2 separate regions of the Bombyx mori genome follow, and region 2 is linked to region 1. A link is a contact called in public Hi-C data. All regions are on one chromosome and are shown on one strand. The core of a region is the stretch at or near the end of the contact, and the rest is flanking DNA. Distances in the headings are between cores, read along the strand shown.

Region 1 (7,217 bases), core at 2,703-5,202:
GCGTCCCCCACACAGCCTTTAAAGCTTTCTTTATAGCAACAGTTGGTATTTATGGGTACACTTTGGACGCTGCAAACCTATAGAACGCCCTCCGCCCTGGTAAAAGTTGTCTAGCATCATGCTTTGAGCTTTTTTTTTATGTAAAATATAGTCACGCTTCGATAAGATTGGCTGCGCAATAATGATTACTTCAAGCGTTCTGCATGCCATTTAGATATTATATTCATACCTACTATGTGCATAGTGCAGCGTTATTTAACACAACTCTCTGACGGTTACGGAAACACGTTCACGAGAACAACTGCCGATCTCTCCCAAAACGAAAAGCGACACGTGTATGTTTCGATCGTTCGATCATCGGATGTTTCCAAATGAGAATTGTACAATATAAAGGTGACACACATTACGGTGCGCACGTTCCATAAAGAATGCTTGGAAGTTCCAATCATATTGTGCAACGAATCGTGTAAAGTTATTGTAATATGAAAGCAGCAACGAGATATATATATATAAATAAATACGTTTTTTTTTTCATTGCAATGTTCCGCATTCCGTGTGTCCCGTTTGTGTTGACTGTCCGTAGCGAGAAGCCACACGCGCATCCATCGCCGTCGCGTCTCCGATACTAAAACGATCGCTTTTAATAATAATACAGGGCTGTCACTTGAATAATATAATATAAATACATTAGTCTCAAATTATGCTCTTTGATATTACAAAAACTATGAGAGCGTCGTTTTTCAGATGGCTGTGCAATGAGGATAATATTTAATGTCCGATGTATGAATGTCTATAAAGTGATGAAATAGAACTAGTATTAACACTATTAACATACAGTTCACGAACCGTCGTCCCTGTTCTTCATTGAAAAGGTCTCGTACATTATGCAGAAATTGAATATAAAAAAATATTTTTGTACGACTGTTTGTGAAGTAGTATTTAGTTAGTACGCGATGTTATACATCGTGTTCCACAATGATAATGGAATTTGGTTTTTGTAAAATTTATTTTAAAATTATGATAATGCGTACTAAGCCTATTGTTTTCAGAATAAGGCGATGAACATATAAAAAATATATAATGAATACTCAGTCGCATTACTGTATTTTGTGTTACCCCATACATTTGGTTGTTAATAACAGATTTCATTGTGGAAACACGTGTAGTCGCGGTTTAATGGTTAAGTACCGAATGATGACAATAAATACTAATAAATGCTCCGTATGTTTTCAGTTACTGGACACCCTCCCGGTGTGCCAAGATTTTAATCGGCAAGGATGTTCAAGACCTACCTGCAGATTCGTTCATATTCGCGAAGGTGAGCTATCAACAACATTCTTCGTACAACGCGATTTATGTCGAAACGATTGGCTGTTTATGAACAAATCGAAAGCATGAAACGATTAAAACGAAATTTAAAAAAAATATATAATATATTATATAATACGACCGTTTGCGGTCAATAAATTATAAAATTATTTAACCGTACTATCCTTATCCAATACCTGTATGCATGATTTGATGTTGTAACATAGATTTAGATTTCACTAATACGAATATATACTTAGATGTTTTTAGTGTTGTTTCTCAATATATTGTTGTGATTGTAGATCAATCGAATTAGTTTCGATTTGATGTCTCTTCTATTCTGTATTTTTCTCTTTCCTGTATTTTCATAATTGTAGTTGTCAAATGTAGTCTGCAACCTTACGGTACGTGTATTTTCGTGTAGGCAACACACAGTAATGTTCTATTATAGTTTGAACATTGATTTATCTATTCATTAATAGTATTGATCGAACTCGATGCGTATAAGAATTGTGTATGACTCGTTTATCTCGATTTTCGTGTCCTATTAATTTATTTATTTATTTTTCATTCATCTAAATCCATAGTTGAGGTACATGAGATGCGACAAAATTGGGTAATAGATTAGCGATGTGTGTTGTGCTGTGTAAAGCTGGGCTCATGTTACTGAACGGGCACTTTAATTGGTATCTGTTGTTGTGTTGCGCTGTGTGACGCGTATTTCGAATAAGTTAAATGTGTGTCTCAGCTGTGTGAATTTTTTTATATATCCCGCAGAACTGTTGGGATATTATAGCAGATTATAGAATCTTACTCGTTTCCTTTCCAACGAATGAATGATTATCGATCGGTGCGTGCATTTAGTGTTATATCAGTATAATATTTAATATCGCCGTACCACTGTGACTCAACTAGTTAAATGTCGCGGCTGCTACGTATATAAACTAGTACCACAGACATCTTAGTGCAAGTACAACGCAACACAACAATAAGATGGAGAGGAGTCGCGACGCAGCCCGCCACAGTGATGTGAACCTAGCTTTAGTCGGAGAGTAAGTGTGTTGTGTGCACGTTGCAGGGTGCGGGCTGCAGGTGGTGGGGTGCCGCGTGGTGGTGTGTCGCGATGCCGCCGCCGGCACGTGCCGCCGCGCCGCCTGCCGCTACTACCACATCCCCGTTCAATTGCCACCGGCTCTGCGTCCCCCTTAACCCTCCACCCACGACCCTGCACCCTCATCCTTCGCCTTCCACCTCTTTAACCCCCCAACCCCCCTCACCTCAATCCTCGTCCTTTGACATCGTCGCCCGCGCCCTGCGTAATCCATATCGATCGCGCCTCTGGCACACTCAGGAAGGGCAGGTTCGGCCGGATGTTGCTGTCGCTTCCGCGGCAGAGGTGGTGATATTTTAGTGAAAATCGGTTAGTGTAGAAAGGGGCAGCCGAGTCGCGGACGCTGCGGCGACCGCGGCTCGCTCCCGCGCAGGATGAGCGTAAGTCTTCGGGAAAGAGTGTGTACATAAGTAGCGGGATATGATTCTCAGGCACGGTCATGCGATTGTGATATGAATAGATTTCGGGAAGCCGGAGCCGTATGGAATTAATTTGTCGAAATCGTCGAGCAGTAGTTAGTGAGGTTTCAAATATTTTATGACTAATGTATAATTTTTTTTAAGAAACGATATGAGTTCCTGTAATAGCCGGGACCTGGTCGCCCGGGTACTTTGTTGTGTATAAGTGACGCGTGTGGCCGGTGATGACAGGAGACGACCAGACGGACGGCTCTCGACTCCTCGGTCAGTGTCTGATGCCTAAATCACCCCAGTCCCTGTAAGAGCATTTTTTTTGTGAGATTTACTTTACATTTTTTTTACGTATGTTATATAATTACGTTTTTCTAGAGGACAAGTTTACACTAGTTTAGAATTTAAGTGAATCAGTAACGGAACACCAATAGAGTAGCCGCTTCTCTCCTCCGGCGCGGAGAGGTTCGACGCCGGAGCACAAGTCACAAGCGACGAGGTCGGCACGCGCGCAATTCTGTACAGTACCGAACGCCGTCGGCCTGTATTCCATAACTATTGTATATCCCACGATCTCGTGCCGTTACTGTACAGTGCGTCACGGCGTCGTCCGGTCGTGACGGCTGTGACGCACGCCGCGCCCGCCGCCTCGCGTTCCGTTCGCACTTAGCGTCACACTCGTAGAGTGATATATAGTAAACATGAATTCGTAATACAATGAAAGAAGTTATCGGACAATATTGAAAAACGAATAAGGCAAACTTCCAAGCTATTTTAGTATGTAGAAAGTCGGCTTTTATTCCGGATAGATTTTGCTAGAGAATCGTTTTGTTTCTAAAATAAATAAAAATAAAAATCAATAATCTGCATCTATAATATCGATATGCACAAATCGTTACCGACGATAATCGGGTCCGGTGTCGACTCGTTGCGTATAATAAATAGCTGTGTTATTATTTTCGACATAAACAGTATTAAGGTTTTGATGAAATTTATCTGGTGGTACGTACGTTAGAGGTGGTATGCGGATAGAGAGAGGCGGAGTGCGCGCACTGGCTCGGCTTCGGTCCTTAACAGCCCGTCGCCGAGTGCAAGTGATGGGAAATCGTCGGTCGCGTCCGATTCGTACCGCGCACGCACTCCGAGGGCATGGAAGCCTAATGCCTAATATTATTCCTAGTCCATATCCTTTTGTTGATCAGTCATGCGATTAATGTTAGAAATAAAATATTAATAATTTGATTTATTCCTCCCATTTAGTGGATATTTTGATAATGATATATTAATAATGAAATATTTAAGATACATAATACATATTTGATTCTAAATCCTGATAAAGTGACACTACGTTAGTAATTTAGTCGGAGGGATACTTGTGCCGTGATTATATTTTTAGGTATATATTATGAAATAATTCCTAGCGTCGGAATTAAAGAAGTGACTAATGTGTAAGCGTGTTATGTATATTTATTGTCGTAAACGTAAGTGGAATGCCATATCGATAAAAGGTGAATATCGGATGCGGAGTCAAACTCGTGAGTAGCGTTTGTTTATGTTGGTTGGTTGGTTGTTGTTGTATCAGTCCCGTGCTAGTGGCTAAGGTGAACAGTTCGCTTTTATCAATACGGCACTATGGCTCTATGTATAAGTTGGCATAAATATATTTTTTTTTAATATTTTTTTTTTGTTGAAATTTATCGTTTCTTTGAATATTATTTGTTGCCTATAATTTTACAATCAAAATTTTATGATCTGACGCATTTATTGTAAGACAATCGATTACTTTTATAATTAATTAATTAGTGTGATAATAATAATTATGGTATGAAATTGCCGTTATGAAAAGATGAACATCGAAAGTATCCTTCCTTGTTTAGAAGGGACTGTCTGGCCCAAGGTTTCTAGTGGATTTTATATTTTTCTTTTGTTGTATTTTTAATGTTGCGTGTGTCTTACACATAATATATTTCATTTTTGTGATATTTTTAACTATAAAGTACTGTTATTATAAATCCAAATGGAATAATGATGACCTAATTTAATATTCAAGAATTTATTTGTAAATCACAAAAAAAAATATGTAAAACTGTAAATATATTGACAAAAAAAATAATAATGAACTGCAACACAATAATAATTTACTATTATAATATAATATCTCTCATCAAATACATTGTAAGTTGTTTGAGTACTTTAATGACGGTATTGTAACGTGTAGTGTATGTACCTACTGTCTACTTAAATGTAAACCGGTCCAGTGAACAAATTATGAATAATAATATTGTGAAGGTTTTTTTATTCACGAACAACCACAGATTGAGAAAAAAAAAAAAACATGACATTGTAATTATTATTTATGAAATTACTATGTGATGTGATCTTCGGATCAATTTTGAGTACAGTATAGATAATAAACAACTGACTATGTAATGTGTCTTTTTATTTGTTGTATATTGGTCCTTTTGAAGTAAGTTGAAGGGTGAAAGTTAAGTGTTGGGTAAATATGAATTGGGTTTCGCCTGAATAAAACATATTTCAAATATATTAACATCGGATAGAAATCATTTGATAGTATCGACACATGTCTCGTGTGGGTGGCGATATTTACATTGTGTAGTCCATGGGCTCCAGTATCTACCAAAGAGCAGAACCGTGACCTCGTTCATGCGTGTATATGTATGCAATAAATAAATGGTTGCCTGTTGTACTGATTAGTTACTGGTGACCGTCTAGGCTAGGTACCACCACCCTGCCTATTTCTGTCGTGAAGCAGTAATGCATTTCGGTTTGAAGAGTAAGGCAGCCGTTGTACTTTAAAAACTGAGACCTTAGAACTCACGGTTCAAGGTAGGTGGCGGCATTAGCGTTGTTACACATCTATGAGCTCCGGTAATCACTTAACATCAGGTAGGCCGTGAGCTCGTCCACCCATTTAAGCAATAAAAAAATTTAGTAAAGCTCGTGATTCATCGTGCTCTGTCAAGATACCAGAAAGATACGGCCCACTAGATGTTAAAAGGATTCCTTAAGGTCATCCAACTCTGAAGTAAGCACTCTGCCTTTTTTAGGGTATGTTCCAAGGGGAGTGCTCTGAGGAATCGTTTGAGCACCCGTGAGCATGGCGCTTGCAACAACGCCGAAATATTTTTTTTTATTGCCCTTGTAGACAGACGAGCATACGGCCCACCTGATGGCGAGTGATTACCGTCGCCCATGGACTTCAGCAATGCCAGGAGCAGAGCCAAGCCGCTGCCTACCGCTAAACTCCAACTCCAATGGAACTCATCCAGATATTATTTTTGCTACGTACCATCCGGATTTGAAATGAAATTTCCTCAATAGAATTATCTAAATGTATATTATTAAATGACTATCGAAGCTCAGTGCTATTACTACGAAATACCTACCTTGGGCGGAGAGCGAAATTACAATTAAACAGTAACTGATGTTACAACATGTCTTAGAACAATTAGGAATTGTAAGAAGGCAATTAGTTGGAGCATTAGTTAAGATTACATCACGACAATACTAAAGTAGTAATAGTAACAATCTATTTTGATAAAACACGAGCATAGTCATCATATAAGATCATCTAGCCTCAACGTTCAACGGTAGGCAGTGGCTTGGCTCTGCCCGTCGCATTAATGACGTCCATGAGAGACGGTAACCACTCACCATCTGGTGGGCCGTGTGCTCGTCTACCTACAAGGGTAATAAAAGAAAACCGTGATCGTCATTTTAGAATATAGATTCTAGTGGTATGTCGCTCCGAATAATAGTTGAACTCTATTTCTCTAACGAGTGGTGCTATATTAATGTAATTTATAAAAAAACTAAGTACCTAACTGCCCTAGCCCAATGACCCAAACAGGTTCTTGGCCCCCGATACCAAGAGATACTATTCCTTGCGGTCCTGCGTTGTTTCCTACATTGGATAGCTTAAAGTTTCAGCAGGTCGTCCCTCGCCTGGTCTTTCCAACGGTAGTTAGGATACCTGACCGGCCGTCGACCATTTGATTGTTCGGTTATTTTATTTAATTTTCCTAAATATTTAATCAATCTATAAATCATTTATTCTAAAAATTAAAATACTAAAAAAATAAAATGCTTTATAAATTATAGGCAACTGTGCTCCAGATTTTTTTTAAGAATGGAAGAATATATAAGATATACCTACGTAATATTTATAGATCAAAAAGCTGTTATACAAGTAGTCATTCAAGTACCTACATGTACTGGTCCAAAAAAATCACAAGCAGATATGTTGATTTGACAATGGTGATTACAAATCTGCGTCATTTGTAGCCTTATTATCACTATAGTTTCTTAGACAAGACTATGGTAGTCCAAGAACACAGCGATATCACATCACCGCGGTATCCTTGAGA
Region 2 (7,374 bases), core at 281-2,780, 130 kb before region 1:
TAGGCAGACGAGCATACGGACCACCTGATGGTGAGTGGTTACCGTCGCCCATGGACCTCAGCAATGCCAAGCCACTACCTTTTTTTTATTATTGCTTAGATGGTAGGACGAGCTCACAGCCCACCTGGTGTTTAGTTACTGGAGCCCATAGACATCTACAAAGTAAATGCGCCACCCACCTTAAACCTACCTACCGATAATCTCAAGCTTTAGTAGTTTTATCATATTTAAATACGGTCTAACATAATATGATCGTCAACAGGTTACTTGAGTTGAGACGAAAGTCTGTAATTTCGCGGGGGCAGACCAAGTTGTAGACGGGACCCTCGGTTATTTGCGAGCCCACAAGTAACTTTAAACTGTTCAGACTAATATATAACATACCTCAGGGTTGTAGGCTTAACTGTTCCGGCGTTCCACCTGCACCCTCTACTATATCACGACTAAAGGTATCTACAATCAAAATCAGTGCTTAACTATAAGGATATAAAAATCACTTTAGGTATCGTTTATTATACAAAGGTTTATTATAAGCTGTATACAAAAAAGTGATTTGAAATTTTTGGAATGTTTCATTTATAGCATGAAAAGTAATAAGTACAAAACACCGATTTTGCCATTGAGACTCGACATGTCTCAAGATAGAGGGTATTGAAAAAAATAATGTTACCGAATTTTTTACCACATACCTATCTAATCATACACACTTGGATCAATACTAGACCAACAAAGTGATAATATTTTTGCTTCAAACTCTAAGGGAGGACGACAGATTCGACTTAAATGAATACACGGCTTTGATTGAACCCATGATGAACCCATGACTAGGTTCATTAAATTGAATAAAAATAGTTTATTTGAGAAATCATACAAAATTAATAAGCGAGGAATGAATCAAAAGAAAAAAAAGAGTAAACTCAAATATCTCACTGATAAACGAATTGTATGGAACGTTTACATTTAATTGTGTTTTCCTACAGACCACTGACCTCGTCCATATATGTACTTCTCTATTTAAGTACATCATATGCAAATTCACGAGATGTAATATATATTTTTTTCCCTACCTACGCTGATAGCCTTGAGGGGCTATTTCAGCTTCACCCTTACATGTAGGTGAGCTCACGGGGCTGAAACCGGAAGTGTTGCTAACACTGGCCCTAGCAAGAGCAGTGCTTCGCAGAATCTACCACCGGATCGGAAACGCGACCCAGTGAGAAGATCCAGCGAGAAACTCAGTGGGATGTGTCTATGGGTTAATTCGCTCGTCGAGCCCTTCGTCGTAAGCAATGGATTCGACGAGGACCGTGACCGGATAAAATATGATTATGTCAATTAACTATTGAGTTCTATATTAAAGATTTTAGTATGCGACCTTAATTCCATCTACACTCTGTATAGATGCAAAATATTACTCAAGTTAGGTAAGCAAACAATTTTTCAAATGCGCTATACGTATGTACGGTAGATGTTGTCGCGAATACCTCTCCTGTGTAATATTGGGAAAAACTTGTGGGGCGTCGGATAGTTGTGGGGGTCAAGTTAATGATATCGCCGCCATTTGCGGACGAGTCCTCGCTCTGAATAGCGCTCGGGCACGTTAATGGGCTCAGCTACGGCGCTCTGAATATTTTAAAGGACATTCGCCGAAATTACTACAAAAATAATGTCGCTTTGCTTGTACCGAATTACCCGAGAAACGGTTTAGACCGGCAATAAATATGCACGGAATCCTCTTCCTATTGCTTCTTGGAGATTGCTTTTTCCGGATTACACAGATTTCAGTGCAAGTGCAAAAAAAATCGGCCATTGCGTTAATTTGTCTTTAAAATAAATAAATATACTTTATACGCTGTGTTTAGGTATTGCCTTATTACAAAGTAGCGTCTACCAGAATTATTCATTTCTCATATTGAACGAGCACTTGTTGTATACGCTGTGTAGTCACAGTCAGCTTCACGTCTACTGACGGCTACACCGAATACTGAAGGGTTTTAAATAATATATGAGATTCAGTGATACGAACCGACGGATACGGCCATATCGCGGCAGCCGACTGAATATTGGCCGCGCTCAACCCGCGCATTCGCCCGCGCTCGCGCTGTTCTGCAGACAGCAAACCTACGTGCCCCGCATAATGCACTGCCCTCTGCAAAATTCACAGCTACGAACTCCCGAGCCAAGATAAATTACTAACTCTATCTTTTTTACTTTAATTCGTGAAAACTGCTATACAACTTCTTGTTGGCAGTCGAATAGGTGTATTATTTATATATATATATATGTATGTATTTTATTTATTTATCGCATAGATGGGTGGACGATCTCACAGCTCACGTGGTGTTAAGCGGTTACCGGAACCCATAGACATATACCTAAATTTCGCTACCCACCCTGAGATATGAGTTCTAAGGCCTCAGCATAGTTAAAACGGCTGCTCCACCCTTCAAACCGAAACGCATTACTGCTTCACGGCAGAAATAGGCAGGGTGGTGATACCTACCCGTGCGGACTCACAAGAGGTCCTACCACCAGTAATTACGCAAATTATAATTTTAAGGGTGTGATTTTTATTACACGACGTATTAAGTTCTAACATGTGAATTCATTGGTTAGATTAAAAAATATGATGCACGGAGCCTTAATTGTATTAATTTACTGGTAATAAACTAAGTATAAATATAAACAATACAAATTAAAAATTTCACGTAATTTAGCCGATATGAAGAGCCCGTTGAGTTTCTTGTTGAATTTTATTAACGGGTCCTGAGTCCTGATTTCGAACCGGGAGGAGATGAATTCACGAAGCAGCTATCTCGAGCTGTCAGATTCCTTTAGAATCGCTCAAGCAACTATTAGTAAATCCCAACTCTCTTCCTGGTGTCCTGACAAATCTGGATAGGTATTCGAGCCAGGACCTATACTTTCACACCTTAGAAATATAACAACTAAAACCAAAAACCCAAAATATTGAATTAAGTTTTAGGATTCCCTGTGCTATTGGAACCCAATACCGATATAAATATCTTCTTATATACGTTGAAACGTATACATATATATAGATAATAAACACCCAGACAAAAAGCAAGCAAACCAGTTCATCACATGAATGTTTGCCCGATGTGGGAATTCACCCAGTGACTCTCGGCGCAATAGTTAAGGGCGCTAAGTACTGCACCACAAAGTCGAGATTGTATGCATATTTTTCTGTGCATTGATCAACCTTTTAATGAATAACCTACCTAAACGCTCTGTGGCTGGTATACCTACAGCTAATTAACAGTCGCGTACTGTTAATAGATTATATAAAACTATCGATCCATAATTATTCGGCTCATTAATTTTAATTTAGTTGCATTCGAAAGAACGCTGCCCACCCGATGGCCAATGGTTAATAGTTAATGCCACCCGTAGACAGCACTAATGCCAGGAATATTCATTCCTAGGACGCTACTTATCCTAAAGTATTCCTTGAACCTTGAGGAGGGGCATGGCAAGCGCTGAATGAAAATCAACACGCAAGCATAGCTCGTGAGTTCAGTACCCAAAAAAAGAATCAATTAAATTCATCAGGACATACATCCTTAATACGAACAAATGAACGATTTGAATGATTTTTGCAAATATTTTTGATTATAGTATTTCTAGGAAAACTTTAACAAAACGATTTGTTCTGAAATTTAAATAAGTGCATAAGCTTAGACCGCCTCATGCGTCCTATAAATACGTATACATTTTACAAACAAATTCTTAGAAACAACAAATCAGCTTGTTGTAAAACGATTTCTCAGTTTCGTGGCTCAAAAGTAAAACAATCCGATACGAATAGAAGTAAGAAATGAAACAAAAAAAAACAACACTGCTCACGTTTTTTTTCTTGAATAGAATCTTCAATAGATTCGTCAACGATTTTAAAAGAACACATAGATATAATTTCTGTAGTTTTCAATTGTATTCCGGGATCTTTGTCCCTGTTATTGTAATAGGAAGTCTCGCTATGTTTGATACACGGCTAAGTAAACAAACTTGGCATTTATAAGCAAGCGACACTCTTAGTTTTTCCGTTCAGAGATGTCATTGTACAAAGAGACGAAAACAATAAGCAATTGATTTGATGAATCCTCGCGTTGTTTTATAAAAGACTTTCTTAAAATGAGAACACAAGATTATTGTTGCCCCAAATATGCTTATGAATTACGTTTTACTGACTAAGATAGAACTCGCGAATTCGCAATGGATGTTACAAGCAGAGGATTGGTCATTACGGTGAGCCATGAGAAAGACTTATGTTACATATATGCAGAACTGCATATTATAATAATGTAGACCGATGATAATAATGATGATGATGATGACTGTGATAGCAGATTATAAAAAATAGGCGGTAATATCTTTAGAAAGCCATTTTTGGGTGTGAAATATCACTGAATTTTTATTGAAGCTAAGAAGTGAAATTCTGAGAAGTCCTGTTGAATACTTCGAATAAAATAGAAGTATTATACTAGAAAGATAAGTAGCCTCAATTCGTAATCCGAAGCTATTATAGAGGCCACCTGAGACGTCTAGGACCTACATTACGAATGTGCATACAATCTCAAACTTTACTAACTTGACTTAGAGATCAATCCTATTTAATACATGTATCTTAGTTAATTTCTACTTTATTATCGTCGGTTGGTCATACTCTATATAATCTTAAATATAAGTAATAAATGTTAGTTCAGCCGTCATCACACCTCATAGAACAAGATCGATTGACGATAATCATGATCTCACGGATTTTTTTGATGCTACCTATCTGAGTATGCCAATGGTTAGAGCAGAAAGAGGTAGAGGGTCGATCTCGAATTAATAACCCGACTTACTTACCACATTCCCAATCGTAATAATGTGTTGTGATGCTACCATGCTATTGGACTTCGTATTATTGTGTAGATATTTTATGACTAGTGACTAGATATTCGGGGAAAGAATCTGGTTTTTCTGAAGTACGAAAATGCCGTTTAATAATTAAAGAAAATCAAACATCTTCTCGAGATAAATCTGTTTCGTAGACGATTTTACCCTCATCAGATATATATTTCCGCCATCTCAAAGAAAGAAAATTTAAAGATATTCGGTATTCTGAGGACCTAGACTCCACAGAGTCTGTGACGGGCTTGGATATGTGTTAGGCTTGTAGATTGCATTTGCTATTTATATATAACTTTTGTTTCATGTTTTAACCTCTTAAATTTGATAGAATATTTTTCATTTTGCTTGTTCATATTCTATACATAGTTCATTGCGTTCGATCATTGCGTTCGAAATTCCATGACGACTATAATCCAACAATAAAATGCCAAATTAAAGTAAAAGTCTATCTACACTAACCTTTCTCTTCTTTAGGCCACTCTACTACTGGAAATTGATCGTCCGTAATGGAAATTTAACCTCTTTTCTCCCCATTTAAAATAACTGTTATACCTACGCCAACAATCTTCCTTAATCCCCTTACGTTCCTTAGCCAGAACTTTTGCATAAAAGCTGCGTCATCTACACATGTCTAGTGTATTTTATTTTCTATAACTATAACATATAAGGTAAATGCACTCCATTCTACATATTTTGCTTGACGTTTCACAAAAAAAGAAATAATAGTCCATTCAACTTAATTTTTCGTAATTGGAAATCGTAATTTTGCGAGACCATACGGCGTCATGCTCTAGCCTGTTTCTGGCCTGAAGCAATCATGCGTTCTAGTTAGGAAAGTCGTACTAACGCCATTGAGACATAATTCATGTATCAACGTGATCGGTATGAACAGGTTGCGGGGTCTATAAGTTTCCGTCCTAGATTTAAAGGTACAGATAGGGTACTATCTTACATTATGGTTCCAGTAATTCATTAACATTAATGATATTGGATAATAGCTTAATGATAATATTTAAAAATATTAATTAACCTATGAGGTAACAACTGTAAATTAGTTGAACTATGTAATCAGATTCAGGTGAGATAAGTTTTGTATTCGTGATCCAAATGGAAATACATAATTTTAAAATAAGTACATTACATACAATAGAATACAATACATCACATACATCATTGTTGTTTTGGTAAAAATTATATTTAATTACTTCAATTATGTATGTAGCTATGATAGTAAATTTTATAAATAATCATTGATTTTCATCATTATTTTCACATTTTACATTTTAATGTAATCAATATTTACTCTAAATATTAATGAAACCGATCTGCGTGCTTACTGCCAAATAGCGCAACAATCTTTGTCTGGGCGCTAGCTTCTTATTAACGTGCATAAATATCGGTCCCCTCAGCCTCCCGCACTCTCGCCCAATTTATCCACACCGAAGGTAACAAACAAATCAACCTGTGCTAAACTCGCCTAATTTGCATCGCATAATTAAGTTTTATATCAAGCTTTTTTTGGAACTCAGTTCAAAGACTGTTTGCTCGAAATTGGAGTTTAAATAAAAATAAGAATGTACAGATATAATGTTTAGAGGTATGTTTTAAAATTTCTATTGCTCTCCCAAAAAAATTTTTTATTGACCCTGTAGGCAGGCGAGCATATGGCCCACCTGATGGTGAGTGGTTACCGTCGCCCATGGACTTCAGAAATGCCAGAGGCAGAGCCAAGCTGCCGCCTACAGTTAAGTACTCTCCACAAGTCTCGTTTGAGAAGGACATGTCATAGCGCTCGAAAAACACCGTGGAGGGGAGCTCATTCCAAAGCCGGATGGTACGTGGCAAAAAAGATCTCTGGAAACGAACTGGGTATAACCGCAGTGGCTCCAGGTAGTATGGCTGAACTCTACTCCGGTGGCGGGCGGTGATATGGTAAAGACGAGATGATGAAATCATCTCAAACAATTCCTCAGAGCACTCCCCATGGAAAATACGGTACAAAATACAGAGAGAAGTGAGTCCCTCCGCAGACTTAGAGGTTCCAAACGATCCGTGAGAATGGGATTACCGACAATCCGAAGGGCCGTCTTCTGTATGGAGCCAAACAGAAGTAGCTGTTATTTGGAAGCCCCGGCCCAGAGGTGGGAGCAGTACTCCACGCGAGGCCGGACTTGTGCTTTATAAAGCAAAAGTCTTTGTCCAGGCGTGAAGTTCCACTTCGCTCTGTTGAGGACTCCCAGCATTTTGAACGCCAACTTGGCTTTGCCCTCCAAATGACTCCGAAATTGGACATCGTTGGAAATGTCAATCCCAAGTATCCCGATACTTGTGGGAGGTCGCAGAGATACTCCTTGGAATTGCGGCACCATGACAAAGGGGTCCTTCTTCGCAGTGAACGCGCAAACTTGTGTCAACTGGTTAAATTGAACCAAGTTCAATTCACCCTACTCGGAGACTCGC

Evidence for each region. Hi-C and Micro-C count contacts between places; a contact is called where the count stands out from the background.
Region 2: a Hi-C map of midgut shows a contact between it and region 1, with 2.7 times the contacts expected there. The contact joins two enhancer-like sites. A contact is called at or near these places in 3 of 7 Hi-C or Micro-C datasets (midgut, posterior silk gland and whole pupa).

Annotation. Positions count from the first base shown.
Region 1 is chr4:6,848,981-6,856,197 of ASM3026992v2, reverse strand. LOC101735337 (protein muscleblind) reads left to right here. Exons shown (of 11, transcript XM_062668121.1): 10 at 1-1,318; 11 at 2,387-5,259. Among protein-coding and RNA genes, the nearest start is that of LOC101747130, 11 kb to the right of the region's middle. Within about 2 kb of position 3,952, at least 7 of the 8 cell types and tissues checked have open chromatin away from gene starts, as enhancers often do.
Region 2 is chr4:6,975,142-6,982,515 of ASM3026992v2, reverse strand. All of the region lies in intron 2 of LOC101735337 (protein muscleblind), which reads left to right. Among protein-coding and RNA genes, the nearest start is that of LOC134198751, 92 kb to the left of the region's middle. Within about 2 kb of position 1,530, at least 5 of the 8 cell types and tissues checked have open chromatin away from gene starts, as enhancers often do.